Regions from separate parts of the Mus musculus genome. Here region 2 is linked to region 1. A link is a contact called in public HiChIP or PLAC-seq data. All regions are on one chromosome and are shown on one strand. Each heading gives the region's core, a stretch centred on a gene start, on an enhancer-like site or on the middle of the called end of the contact. The rest is flanking DNA. Distances are from core to core; before and after follow the strand shown. Region 1 overlaps Usp3 (ubiquitin specific peptidase 3). Region 2 has its middle 54 kb from the start of Usp3.

Region 1 (6,202 bases), core at 2,549-5,048:
AATATATAACTATTAAAATATCTTAATGGGTTTGATCTTAAGGCACAGTTATTTGCAATTATTCTAGTTAACAAAAAATTATTTAACTTTGAAATTGGCTTCTTTCTGGAGCTTCTATCAGATTTCTGCCTTAAGGTTTTTGAGGTTTCATAAAATTAATTTACTCATAATGTTAAATTCTGATATACTGAGGCTAAATTATCCAGTATTAGCCACATGAAGCTTTAATACACTCCTGACACTTAATTTCACAGCTACTACTATACTGAATAACATATATATCATATCCAAACTGAGAAAAGCCTCCACCTTTCTTAACTTTAACATTCTAAGACATTTGGCTTTTCTTCCTACGTTCCTGTTAACAGCATTATGGAAGTTACTAATTAACTTTAAATTCTTAATGAACTAATAAAATATACCTAATGAAAACTATCCTTCATTCCTGTGAAAGAAGAAACCATCAAATAAATAAAGTGACTTTATTAAGTAATGGTGAAGGAGCAAGTTCTTCATATAATAAGCATGTATAATACCACCAAAAAAAAAAAAATGAAACCATCTAGGATGCAGAAAGTACCTTCACAAAAGGGACAGCAGATTTTTTTAAGTTTTAAATTCCTGGGCTGAAGAAATGACCCAGCTTAACAGAGCTTAACAGAGCACCAACTGCTCTTCTGAAGGTCCGGAGTTCAAATCCCAGCAACCGCATGGTGGCTTACAACCATCTGTAACGTAATCTTCTGTAACACCCCTCTTCTGGAGTATCTGAAGACAGCTACATGTACTTACATATAATATATAATAAATTAAATCTTTTTTTTAAAGTTTAATTTCCTTTCTATACATATGTGTATCATTTCTTTATTTACAAGTATAACCAAGCACTTTATTATAAATGGCAGATACTGAAAAAAAAAAGCAAGCTGATATTCTGATTTCATGTTTCAAACTAATTACAGTTAACATCTTTAAAGTCTTTAAAAATCAAATGTATATTTTAATTCTTTTATTAAATGCTGATGTCTTGGCCTCAAATATCAATTATGGATATGAAAAAAATATACTCAGATAAAATACCCTTTCCTCTGTTAAAAGCAGATAAGCACTGTCTTATTAAAGAAGCTTTTCATGATCTGAGGTCACCTCTATTACAAAGTTTCTTTTTAAACTTCAAAATACAATTTTTAAGTAAATCTCTGCTTTGCATTCTTTAAGACACTGTCTATGCTTATTGTCCCGGCTAGTCATGAGGACTAGGCCAGCTTAGGCAACATAGTGAGGGTTCCTCCTACCATCCCACTCCTGTCCATTACAACGGGAAAAGAAAATGGAAAAGGAGGAAAACGGAAGCAGGGTGGGGAGAAGTAATCAATACCAACACTCAGGATAAAAGCACGAGTGTGAGGCCAGCCTGGGCTACAGAGCAAGAACCCATCTTAAAAGGGAGGGAGGATGACAAAAAAGAAAGAGAGAGAAAGAAAGCTGGGCAGTGGTGCCACACACCTTTAATCCCAGCACTCAGGAAGCAGAGGCAACGGGATTTCTGAGTTTGAGGCATACCTGGTCTACTGAGCAAGTTCCAGGACAGCCAAGGCTGCACAGAGAAGCCCTCTTGAAAACACAAAAATAAGGGGAGGGTGGATAAAATCTATACTTAAAGAGTTTACTTGATGATAAATTTTTGTTTTTAATTTTTAATTATAACTTAAGATGATAAAGCAGGCCAGTGGTAATAAAAATAACCGAAATTTAAGCAGTTTTTAGACATGAATTAGTTCATATTTCATAATAGTTTGAAAAGATGCCTTGGGAACAAAGTATTCTAGTAATTTTAGTATTCTTTTCCTAACTCTTCATTTCTACATTCAGCTACTGTTTACAAAGATTAGAGTTGACTAGGTCAGATATCAGTGAATTATTTGTTTAGTATTTTTAATCTATTACCTTTATATGTCTACTTACACAAAACTCCTAATTTTAATTTGTGCTTCTTTTCAACTGCAATAATATACCACATGTAATACCATTTGGTAGGAAAGGGAACAGGATGGGAAGGGAGAAACAGTACTTAACAAACAAGAAACTGAAACTTAGTTTCTATATGAAAATCCTGGGAAGATCTTCACTTTTATTGAAATCTTCATTTATCTGTTTCATGCTAATTGGATTGTCTCAAGGAGCGGGGGCCTGTGCCGCCAGACCACAACTTTTTTTTTTTTTTTTTTTTTTTTTTTTTTTTTTTTTTGGTTTTTCGAGACAGGGTTTCTCTGTGTAGCCCTGGCTGTCCTGGAACTCACTCTGTAGACCAGGCTGGCCTTGAACTCAGAAATCCGCCTGCCTCTGCCTCCCGAGTGCTGGGATTAAAGGCGTGCGCCACTATGCCCAGCCAGACCACAACTTTCACAGTATATGTTTTCTCTTTGGAGGCTCTGCTTATTTCAGAATTAAGAAGAGCTGCCTACAAGGATACCAATCTTCAGAGGGAAAGGAATTTAGCCTCTGTCATGTGGCTTCAGTCCTCTGTGATGATCAAAGGACATAGTACAGACTTGGTGCAACCTTTCTCCTGTTTTAAAGGTAGCTATCAAAATCTTTTCCACCCCAGTACTAGAGATGACCCCAGGACTATCCACATACTTGGCAAGGACATTGCCTAAAACAAGTCTGCATAAAACAAGGAGGAAAATAGAAAGATCTGAGAGGGGTCTCTGTAGTCTCCAAGGAGATTTACAAATTAGTGACATGTAGCAGGAAGTGACAAGTGTTCCAGAAGCTAGAAGTTAGTAGAGATTACTCCCCGTAGCTGGAGTTAGGAGAAGGAAATTTTCATGATAACTCATAAGGAAGGAAAGGGCAGGGCAAGACTCTCAGTAAAGGAAAATAAAGACAAAAACTGTAAGCAAGGACAGGAGAGATGGTGCAGTTGGTTAAACACTTATTACATACTCTAAGGACCTGAGTGTGATCCCCTATACCCATGCAAAAGGCTAGGGTGTGTGTGTAGCCCCAGACTTGGGGAGGCAGAGAGAGAAGGATCCCTTGAGCCAGCCTTAACCTAAATTACAAGTCCCAGCAAGAGAGCCTGTCTCAAAAACACAAGGTACCAGAGCAATGCTATCCAAACAATTATGAACTCCATACACATGTGCACGCACATGAACATATATGGGCAAAACCAAATGTAAGCCTCAGAATATCTTATAACACAAACCATAAAGGGGTGAGGAGGGCTTCACAGTTGAGTGTGGTGGCTTACAGCTGTAACTCCAGCATTTGGGAGGCTAAATCCTAGGCTCCTATAGAGTAAGGTCAAGACCAGCCTGAAATTTTAGCAAAACTTTGTCTTAAATTAAAAAATTAAAAAAAAAAAACGGACTGGGATATAATTTAGTAGTGTTTGCTGAGCATGTCCGGGGCGCTGGGTTTGATTCCTACTACTTGGGGGTAGAAGTGTAGGAAAAGCTGAAGTAAAAATGCTTAATAATCAAATATACACACAGCTTAATAATCAAATATATAAACTTTTTTTCCTTTGAACCCTATCAACCAGTCTAGCAATCAGAAACTGATGTACAAAGAAATTCATAAAACTACACCGGGAAATTATACAATTCCCCAACTCAGAGAAATCTGTTTCTCTGTATTAGTTAAGGTATAATAGAAATACTAATTTTAACCAAAGCTTCATGATCTCACAACAGTCATCAGCTCCTTTGGGGTATTTATATGGCAGTGTAATTTTGCAGGGTGGTTCCCTGGCATTCTGTTCTCAAGCCCACAAATGTAGCACTAATGTGACCCGTGCAGCTGCAGCTTCCTTCCTGCATTTCAGAAGCTCTGGGTAGCCACACACTTACAGCTCTGTTTAACCGCACACAAAAGACTGGCAATTGGCCAAGAAGCTTCTGCCACTCCTGGGTATATGCTAATATTTCCTAAATCAACTTGTCCATGAAATTATGTCTACTACCTTAGTACACTATAGCAATGTAAAGGAAATTAAATTCCAATGTCTAGTTAACAAAACTGCAAAGCCACTAAAATATCTAACAGATGTTCTTATAGCACCCTATGAAAATAATTTAATTCCATTAAGCTGATCCTTAAGATTTCCTCAAAGACTTACCATTCCCTTAGAATTTTACCAACAGCAAGAAGAGCAACAATGATTTGTTATAGTATACAGATTTAACTGTATTTACAAAGCTTCCTTTTGAACATCCTCTGCACACTAACTGATATCAAGAATGAATGCTGTCAGCACCTGCACCACACAGAATGGCATGACTTATGACTATGATAGGGAGATAAAGACATTCAAGAATGACCTGAATTTCTGCTGTCTCTAAAGCAAAAGTAGTTATAAACACAGAACACCTGATTCTATAAAACAAGAAGCTGTACCATTCTTGGATTAATGGGGCAGGGATTAATGGAGGGCTAGGATGTGAGTCCGGGTAGAGGTTTATTTAAGGCCAGGGTTCAAGCAACAGCAGCCAACTGAGCTAATGCTTAGCTGTTATGAAAAGGAGTACTCGGGCTGGAGAGATAGCTCAGCCGTTAAGAGCACTGAATGCTCTTTCAGAGGTTCTGAGTTCAATTCCCAGCAACCACATGGTGGCTTACAACCATCTGTAATGAGATCTGATGCCCTCTTCTGGTGTGTCTGAAGACAGCTACAGTATACTTAACATATAATAAATAAATCAAAAGAAGAGAAAAGAAAAGAAAAGAAAAGAAAAGAAAAAGAAAAGAGAAGAAAAGAAAAGAAGTACTCCACATCAGCAAGCAACAGTAGTGAGCACTGCCCTGTGTGTGAACATCTCAGAAAATACTAATTTTTACAAAAATCTTCATCTGCCTCTAAGTTTCTCTCCCTTCTATCTTTTCCAGGTCTGACCACTAAACGAGTAGGTGTTTGAATGACTTAAACCTTTTACAGATTTATTCAATAGTTAAATGCCAACTATGCTAAACCTGTAAAACATTAAAAGACCTGAAAAAGCACTGGTTTAATTTTCTTCCCTTGGCTGGACATCTTCCCACAGACAGTGTGAGAAAGGACTAGCACGCCCTTCAACAGAAAGTGTGGTTCTCAGGGATGCCTGGAAACAGGCAAGGCAACACATGCACAGTGCTCAGGAGGCTGAGGTAGGAGCCAGCCTAGACCAAACAGCAAACTCTGTCTCAAACCACTTACCAAAAGCAAATCAACAAACAGGGATATTTGTACTTTAAATGCCCATTCCTGCTCAGTATTGCCCTCATGTAAAATTCAAGGACTGTTGAGCAAATACATAACTCTAAAGGATCTTCTAAACACCCCCCTCAATGTCAGCAGCCCTTAGAATTGAAAGTAAAGGTGAAAAATTATTCATCATAATTTATGATGAGAAAGAAATCTGCTTCACTCAAAAGTTAAAACTATAAACATCTCTGCATATACTACATGGGTAACAAATTGTTGAACACTGCTTGTAGCCTAAATAATTTGCTCCTAAACAGTCACAAAATAGACAGGACTTTACTACCATTTATATGACACAGACACATACATTATATTACAAGGAGCCACACGGTTCACAATCTATTCTTTTTTGGACATAGGATCTAGCTTTGTAGCCCAGGATGACCTTTAACTCAGAATCTTTCTTAGCCTGCATAGTGCAAGGAATACCAGTATACACCACCTGGCATGGCTATCTCCAACTTCCTCTTAAAGTCTAATACACTTCATGGGGGTCAGGGGGAGCCTGAAATGCTGAGTTGTAAACACTAAATTCTTGACATTTACCTCTCAGGAAGTAGAAAAGAGATAGGGAAGATTACCAAAACAATCTTTCAAACAAAGAAGCTTAACTTGTAAGAACACATTTGTAAAAACAATACCATTTCCAGAAAATATTAACTTACCAGTATGTGCTGTAGCTACTGCAATCCATACACACTGTATGCTGAGCTTTCTCCTGCTTTTCTGATCTCTTATGGTTGAGTAAGGGTATCTGTGCATCTTCATAATGTTTTTTTGCATGGCCATTCACATACCTTACAAAGCCAAGTGAAATTATTTTAATTTAAATATTGCTTTGGAAAGTTGTCAAAGATGATGAAATTGTTAACCAAATTAAAATGAAAAATAACTCTTTAAAAAAAGTTAATCACCTGGTGATATATTAAGCTAAATACTTAAAGTATACTC
Region 2 (6,785 bases), core at 1,285-3,784, 86 kb after region 1:
TGTGGATCTTTCTGGTTCTCATGCCTGTGAAGCAAGAACTTCACACCTGCCTGGTCCACTAGGCCACCTCCCTAGTCCCCTAAAATACTCCTAGTGCCTAGAAAGTGCCTGATGTGCTTCTCCTTAGTGCTTTCCTGTCCTTTCCTATCTCTAGTTCTTCCTTTAAATGTGTGTGTGTGTGTGTGTGTGTGTGTGTGTGTGTGTGTGTGGTATGTGTGTGTTGGATGCCTGAAGTGCACAGATCTGCACACCTATACACGTGTAGAGATGAGAGTCTCTCACGGAACCTGAAGCTGAGGTTTGCGATTTTTTTTTTTTTTTTTGGGCTGAGTTTTTCAGTTACGAGCATTCTACATCAGTCTGGCCTGCCCAGTACCGGTGTTACAGGAACAGGAGCCTTTTAGCCTTGGTGTGGTGGATTCAAGCTCAGGTCCTCTGGTTCTCACACTTCCAGAGCAAGCTGTCTTACCCACTGAGCCATGTCATCAGTTCCCCTTGCTTTTTAAAAGGAGCATCATCGCCCACAGCAGTACCGCCAGGCACTGCATTGTTTAGTTTTTTCACTCCCTGAGCTTCCATCAAGAGGATGGAATTGTAGCAGAGGCAGGAGGATCTCTGAGTTTGAGGCCAGCCTGGTCCACAGAGTGAGTGCCAGAACAACCACAACCAAGGCTACACAGAGAAGCCCTGCCTTGAAAAACAAAAACAAAAACAAAAACAAAACAAAGGATGCTTGCACCCCCCAGCTGTGGCTCGCCCGTCATGTAGCATAGTAGTATCTGGCTGTGGGAATGTACTGTGACCTCTTCCTCCTACAGAGAAGGGAGGTTTTGGTAACTTCCAGTTTGGGGTTGCGATAATGGTTGTTTATGTCTTTGGCTGCATGCAAGAGTATTTATCTAGATGTGAAGCTGCTGGCTCCTGTGACATGCATGTTTTTGATTTTACCAGATCACGCAGAGCTGCTGCTAGTGGCTGTACCAGCTATGCTCTCCCCAACAGCGCACAGGAACGTTCCTTGTTCTGCACGGCCGCCTTGCTTGGCGCTGCCCATTTCCATCTACCACCAGCTGGGTGGTTGTGGGTCTGCATCTCATTTTGGCTTTCTCTTGCATTTTTCTTGTTGCTAAAGGGGTTGAGCATCTTCTGTGTTACTTTTATATTTTTGCATGGTTGAAATCCCTGCTTTGACCTTTCCCTAATTTTAAAATGATTCATTTTTTTGTTTTATATGTATGAGCCTTGTCTGCATAATATGTATGTGCAACATGCATGTGCCTGGTGCTGGAGGAGGTCAAAAGAGGTGTCATATTCGCTGGAATTGAAGTTATAGAGGGTTGTGAGTTACCTACGTGGGTGCTGAGCGCTGGAACTGACTCTTCTGCAAGAGCAGTAAGCAGTCCTAACTGCTGAGCTCTCTTCAGGCCCCTCGATTTTATTATTGATTATTTATTGATAAGGGACCAGACCGACCTTTACCTCATGGTCTTCCTTTCTCAGCCTCCTCAGTGCTGGGACTACAGGTGTGCTTTGAGTGTGCACACACGTGTACTGTGGAGTAAGTGTGGAGGTCACAATACAACCTCTGTCAGTCCCCTCCTTTCACCTCAAGACAAGGTCTCCTTGGCAACATGTGTGCCAGCCTAGCTGCTCAAGAGTCTGTGGGTTCTCTTGTCTCTGACCCACTGTCTCATGGAAGTCCAGGAATTACAGACGTGGACAGCTTTACAGAACTCAGGCAGAGCAAACAGCCAGCTGACAGGAAGTGAACATAGGATTAAGAAAAAACCATAGTGAGTAAAATAGGGAGTCAGGAGGAGAGCTAGAGAGACACCCAGGAAGGAGAAGGGAGGGACGTTGAGTTTGAAGGAAGGTTTTTGAGCAGGTGGGCAAGACAGGATTCCCAGTGAGACATTGGCTGAGGAGGACGGTCAGCTGTGTGTTTTCTCTGCCTCTCTGAGTTAGCAGGACTTCACCTCAGCATCTGGCTTCCGAGTCTTCATTGATAAAATTGAACAATTGAGATTGTGTTAAAAAGCAACGCGCCCCCCACTTTCCCCATTGTAAACGTTGTGTGTCTATTTTTGTGCTGGTGGATTTGTGGCTGCTCTTTGCATATTGTAGTCACCAACTGTAGCGGCTGTGTTGGTCACCGCCCGGCCTCTGGCTTGCCTTCTTATCTGCTGTATGACGGCTTTGTTGGATACACGTTCTTGTTAGAGCTGCGGACCTCAATCACTTTTAGAGTCTTATATGTGTTTTTCTTTTAAACCTGAAGTTCTAAAGATAACTTCTAGATTTTCTTTCCTCAAAGTCACAGTACCAAATGTCTTTCTTAGGATGGTACTGTCGGGTGGGTTCCTGAGCCTTTCTGCACGTCTTTCCTGGGTTTTAGAGGTCCTACATTTTATTTTGATTCTACGGGGCCTTTTCCCTGTGCAGAAAGGCTTCAGGAGCCAGACCTTGTATCCTGGGCTCTGCAAAGCCAGCAGGCCCCTAGGGGGCGCCTTCGCACCACGTGTGAGCTCTCTGCAGCCAGGCTCCTCTGTGTCCAGCTCTGGTGTGGGGCACCCTTGCCTCACTGCGAGCTACAGAGGCAGGCCAGGCTCATCTGCTCCTGACAAGATGGAACTGTCCTTCTGGCCCTTTCAAATCCCCCATTCCCATCATGCTCTCTCCTTTCTTAGAATCCTCCCAATTCCTTCTTGACTTTTGGAGGCTCCAGGTTACCTCTCTTCTCACTGCTAAGGTAGAGACATGCCCCAAACCACTGTGGCAGGCAGCTGATGTGGCTCTAGTGTCCACAAATGATCAAAGCCACAGGACCCACGGAGGGTGTCTTGTTTTACCTTTCCAGCTCTATTAGCTGACAGCTAGCCTGATGCCTTCCTGCTTCTTGCCTCCATTTTCTTGCAAGACTAACATCACTATCTTACAGTCTATTAAGGGTAAGACGAGATGAGAACGAATTATCAAGTTCCACAGTGTTTGGCACGTAGCAAGGATCAGCAGACATTAGCTTGCCCTCACCTGCTTGGACTCTATCTTTGGAAACAAGACAGAGCTGGATCCTTGCTGATGATCTTTTAAAGACCTCACCGCTGCTTTCTCATTTGGAATTCAAACAGTCCCACTAAATAGAAATCGCTGAAAGGGTAGTTTTCTGGTTTGTCTGGGAAGAGAAAACAGTGGAGTGGAATAACTGCATCTCTCCTGCAGTAAAGCAAGTGGGACTCCTCGGAGAAAAGTCTGAACTTGTGGCCCAGGGGCAGCCACTGTTGTTTAGTGTTCCTCTCTCGTTTGTGCAGTGACCAAGATCTGGGTCCCCACCCTGACTGACAGTCCGCAGTGCAGAGCATCCTGTTGCTGGGATGCAAGGCTCTTGTTGGTTATGGAGTAGATAACCGGGAAGCTGTCTTCACTCATCTCCAGGTATACGTGTGATCCCAGCAGCTCCGTGGCCGTTCTGTCAATCCCCAAAGCACATCGCGACACCTGAATAGCTCAAGCCAGAGCCATGGGGGCAGTAAGGGTGGGTCACAGAAGAATAAGGTGCACAGTAGATCCATACATGGGAAACCAAAGAACCCAGAGCGAGACAGGCCCTGCCCAAGGTCACTCAGTGAGGTAGTACAAGAAGAGATTTGAACTAGAGTCCTTCGTTCTGTTCAATCAGCAGCAGCAAGCCCCAGACACCCGCTTTCTCTGCATTCGTGTCAAATTCCTCTTTCGACTGCTCTTCTGGGCCTAGACAGCTGCTGTGGTTTGGGTTGAAGGTCACCGAAGCAGCTGTTTCTCACCTCTTCTTTTTCATTCCTTCCCAGCTCTCTCTGACTTGGTTGTGTTCTTGTCCAAATTCAGGAAGAGATCAGAAACAGTAGTGAGCATATTCTCTGAAAAAATGACACGGTATTTCACCCAGTAAGCGTAACGTGAGGTCACCACATGACTGAGCAAAATCAATGTTTCAAATGAGCACGTATGTCCACATAAAAGCTTGTTCTCCTTCTCCATAACAGGGAAAAGGTGGGAGCAGTCCAAACACCCATCAGCTCACGAATGACTAATTAGAAGGCAAACATCTGAACACCCAGTATGTTACCTGGCAGGAAGGAGTGAAGTCCTGGTGCCTGTAGTATGGATGAATCCCCAAAACATTCTATCGACTGCAAGATGCTCATTGGAAAGACCACACATCACATGATTCTGCTTATCTGAAATGCCCAGAGTAGGCAGATTCATAGAGGCAGAGGTAGATTAGTGGTTTCCAGAGGCTGGGGGGGATGGGAGGTAATGGATGAAGGGTTTCTTCATTGGGCGATGGGAAGGTTCTGGAATTAGATAGTGGTAATCATTGCATAACTGCACATATACTAAAATACACTAAATTGTATACTTTGAAAAGGTGAGTTTTAAGGTGTGTAAATTATATCTTTTCAAAAGGTGGTCTCTGATTAAAACCCAAGGTAGGGGGACGAAGCTGGAGGAAGGCCATAATGACGAGAGGGTTGCAGGGTGAAGGCAGCGAGGTTTCTGGGCCTGAGAGAGCGTGTCTGAGCAGGCTTTCTACTCAGGGAAGCAGAGTGGTGGAAAGGTGCTTGCCTTATAAAGTGGCTACTCAGGCACAAATTAGAGTCTTAGAGCTTCAGCTATCCAGGTGCGTGACTTGGTCAAACGACCTCAGTCTCCTCATCCAAAAAATGGCACAACAGAGTTGGTCTTACAGATGGTGGCATGGGCACTGGGAAGCATTCAGTCGCCTTTGCCACCCAAGTCTCACTTCTTCCCTAATCTCAGGTGAGGGTGCTTGTGTTCTCACACACTGGTGTGGAATCTTTCCTAACTGAGTGCTCCTCAGACAACAGCATGCATGGGGTCATTATGCATGTTCTCAGATTCTGTACGTTTGATGGATACGACAAGCACAGGGCCTCTCACTGAACCCGGAGCTCACCAATCGGCTAGGCTGACTAGTCACTGAGTTCCCAGGATCCTCCGGTCTGCTTCTGGGATTACAAGTGTGCATCTGCAGTGAGCTTGATGCTCACTTGATGCAGTGCCCACACCTCTGCCTGGGGATCTGAACTCAGGTCCTCCTGTTCGTGCAGCAAGCTCTGCTCTTTTACAGACTGAACTATCGCCCCAGTTCCCAGTCCAGGCTCATTAAACGAGACTGTGCACCAAAGCACTCCAGGGTGAAATGTAATTCCGATTCACAGGTCTAAGATGGAGCTCAACAGATGCAGAGGAAAGACTGTTGCTTCCAGTCCTTGAAATCCCACAACAGCGTGGCTCTAAGCTGCTGGAAACGAAACCACTCTCTGATAGCATCCTAGGATCTGTAGTGTTAAGATAGCTATGGGTTTCATAACTAAGATGCCTTGTGCAGACAAGGTCTGCAATGATGCCAGTGATTGTTACTTTGAATTTTTATTACACATATAGTGTGTGCATGCATGTCACAGCATGCATGGGAAGGGGACAAGTTTTGGGAGTTTGTTCTCTCCATCTACCATGTGGGTCTCAGGGATTGACTTCAGACCGTCAGGCTTAGTGGCACGTGTCTTAATCCACTGAGCCATTTTACCTGACTATTAAAGCCCTTTCACATATTCTCAAAATTATTTATGGCTTTCTATGAGGATTCTGACTTGATCTAAGAGATTTGATTTCATTAGGCAGTGGTGTTGCATGCCTTTAATTCCAGCACTCGGGAGGCAGAGGCAAGCGGATTTCTGAGTTCGAGGTCAGCCTGGTCTACAAAGTGAGTTCCAGGATAGCCAAGGCTATACAGAGAAACCCTGTCTCAAAAAAAAAAAAAGATTTTATTTTAAATCAGTAAAATTAAATTAGAGGCATGGTTATTGTTTCTTATATTTCTCTAATTTACTTAGACTAAGTCTAAGGAATTGGCAGTGTAGCCATCTTTGATTGGTCACTTGGGACCCCAGTCCTGCCTGTCCTGGGGCCTGTGTTCACTTTCTTATGGCACAGAGGATTTGGCACAGCTTCAGAGCCTCCTGGTCCTCTGTAGGTAGAGAGCAGCTTTTTGGATAAGGGGGAGAGGACTCCAGGAATGGGTATCCTTAGATGTATAAGACATAACACTATCACTATTTCTACCCTGCCTTTCATGGCCCTCCCAACCCCCACTCAGGTTTGAGAGAGATCAGTCTTGCCTACCCCTAAGCAAGTATGTTTGTGATGGAAACAGCCATTCGCTATCTTCTGGCTCTTCGTATTTATAAGAAAACAGAAAGGGGGAGGTCACTAGCCTTTAGTACCTGGCAGCTTTCCTTTCACACAACATGTTGTGTCCCATGAGATGGAGGCCCTTGACAACTCTCAGGCCCCTGGTAGGAAGAGGAGGGGAAAGAAACCCTCTTTAGAGTCTGTTGGGCATGAGTCTAATGTCCATCTGTGGTTTTCAGCACTGGAGGTCTCAGCCTCAGGAGGCTTACAAATACTGGGGTGGCATGGCTGGCATTTTTCAGGACCTTCCGGCCATTCCAGTGGGTAGGCAGAGTGCCAGCTGCTGGACCGAGGTTAAGGATTTAGAGCCCATCTCCTACCCTGTTCCCACAGGCAGGTCCTTCCATCCCCTCTGCCCAGGAGACTATTCTCACCTTGAATTTAAGAGCATATGAAGTCCAGCTCTCCCAGACAAAGCCGAATGTGTGAGACTTGGGCTGGAGGACCAGTTTGCCCCTGGGTGCCAACGCTTGTTGTTAGAAAGCTGGCTGCAAGAATGAAATTAGATCTGTTGATCACCTCACACGATGCAC

What was found. HiChIP or PLAC-seq counts read pairs in DNA pulled down with a chosen protein or histone mark.
Region 2: a contact with region 1 is called in a RAD21 HiChIP or PLAC-seq map of pro-B cells, with 2.1 times the contacts expected there. The contact joins two enhancer-like sites. A contact is called at or near these places in 2 of 15 datasets of contacts at CTCF or cohesin (the NIH/3T3 cell line and pro-B cells), 2 of 484 Hi-C or Micro-C datasets (CD8 T cells and Sertoli cells), 2 of 115 datasets of contacts at active chromatin or transcription factors (CD8 T cells and large pre-B cells) and 1 of 9 other capture datasets (adipose tissue).

What each region holds. Positions count from the first base shown.
Region 1 is chr9:66,556,638-66,562,839 of GRCm38.p6, forward strand. It overlaps Usp3 (ubiquitin specific peptidase 3), which reads right to left. Exons shown (of 15, transcript NM_144937.4): 3 at 5,917-6,048. Among named protein-coding and RNA genes, the nearest start is that of Usp3, 33 kb to the right of the region's middle. Within about 2 kb of position 3,799, at least 71 of the 459 cell types and tissues checked have an H3K27ac peak or open chromatin away from gene starts, as enhancers often do. A contact at or near this core is called in pro-B cells, where this site is marked.
Region 2 is chr9:66,643,912-66,650,696 of GRCm38.p6, forward strand. No RefSeq gene overlaps it. Among named protein-coding and RNA genes, the nearest start is that of Usp3, 54 kb to the left of the region's middle. Within about 2 kb of position 2,535, at least 17 of the 459 cell types and tissues checked have an H3K27ac peak or open chromatin away from gene starts, as enhancers often do. A contact at or near this core is called in pro-B cells, where this site is marked.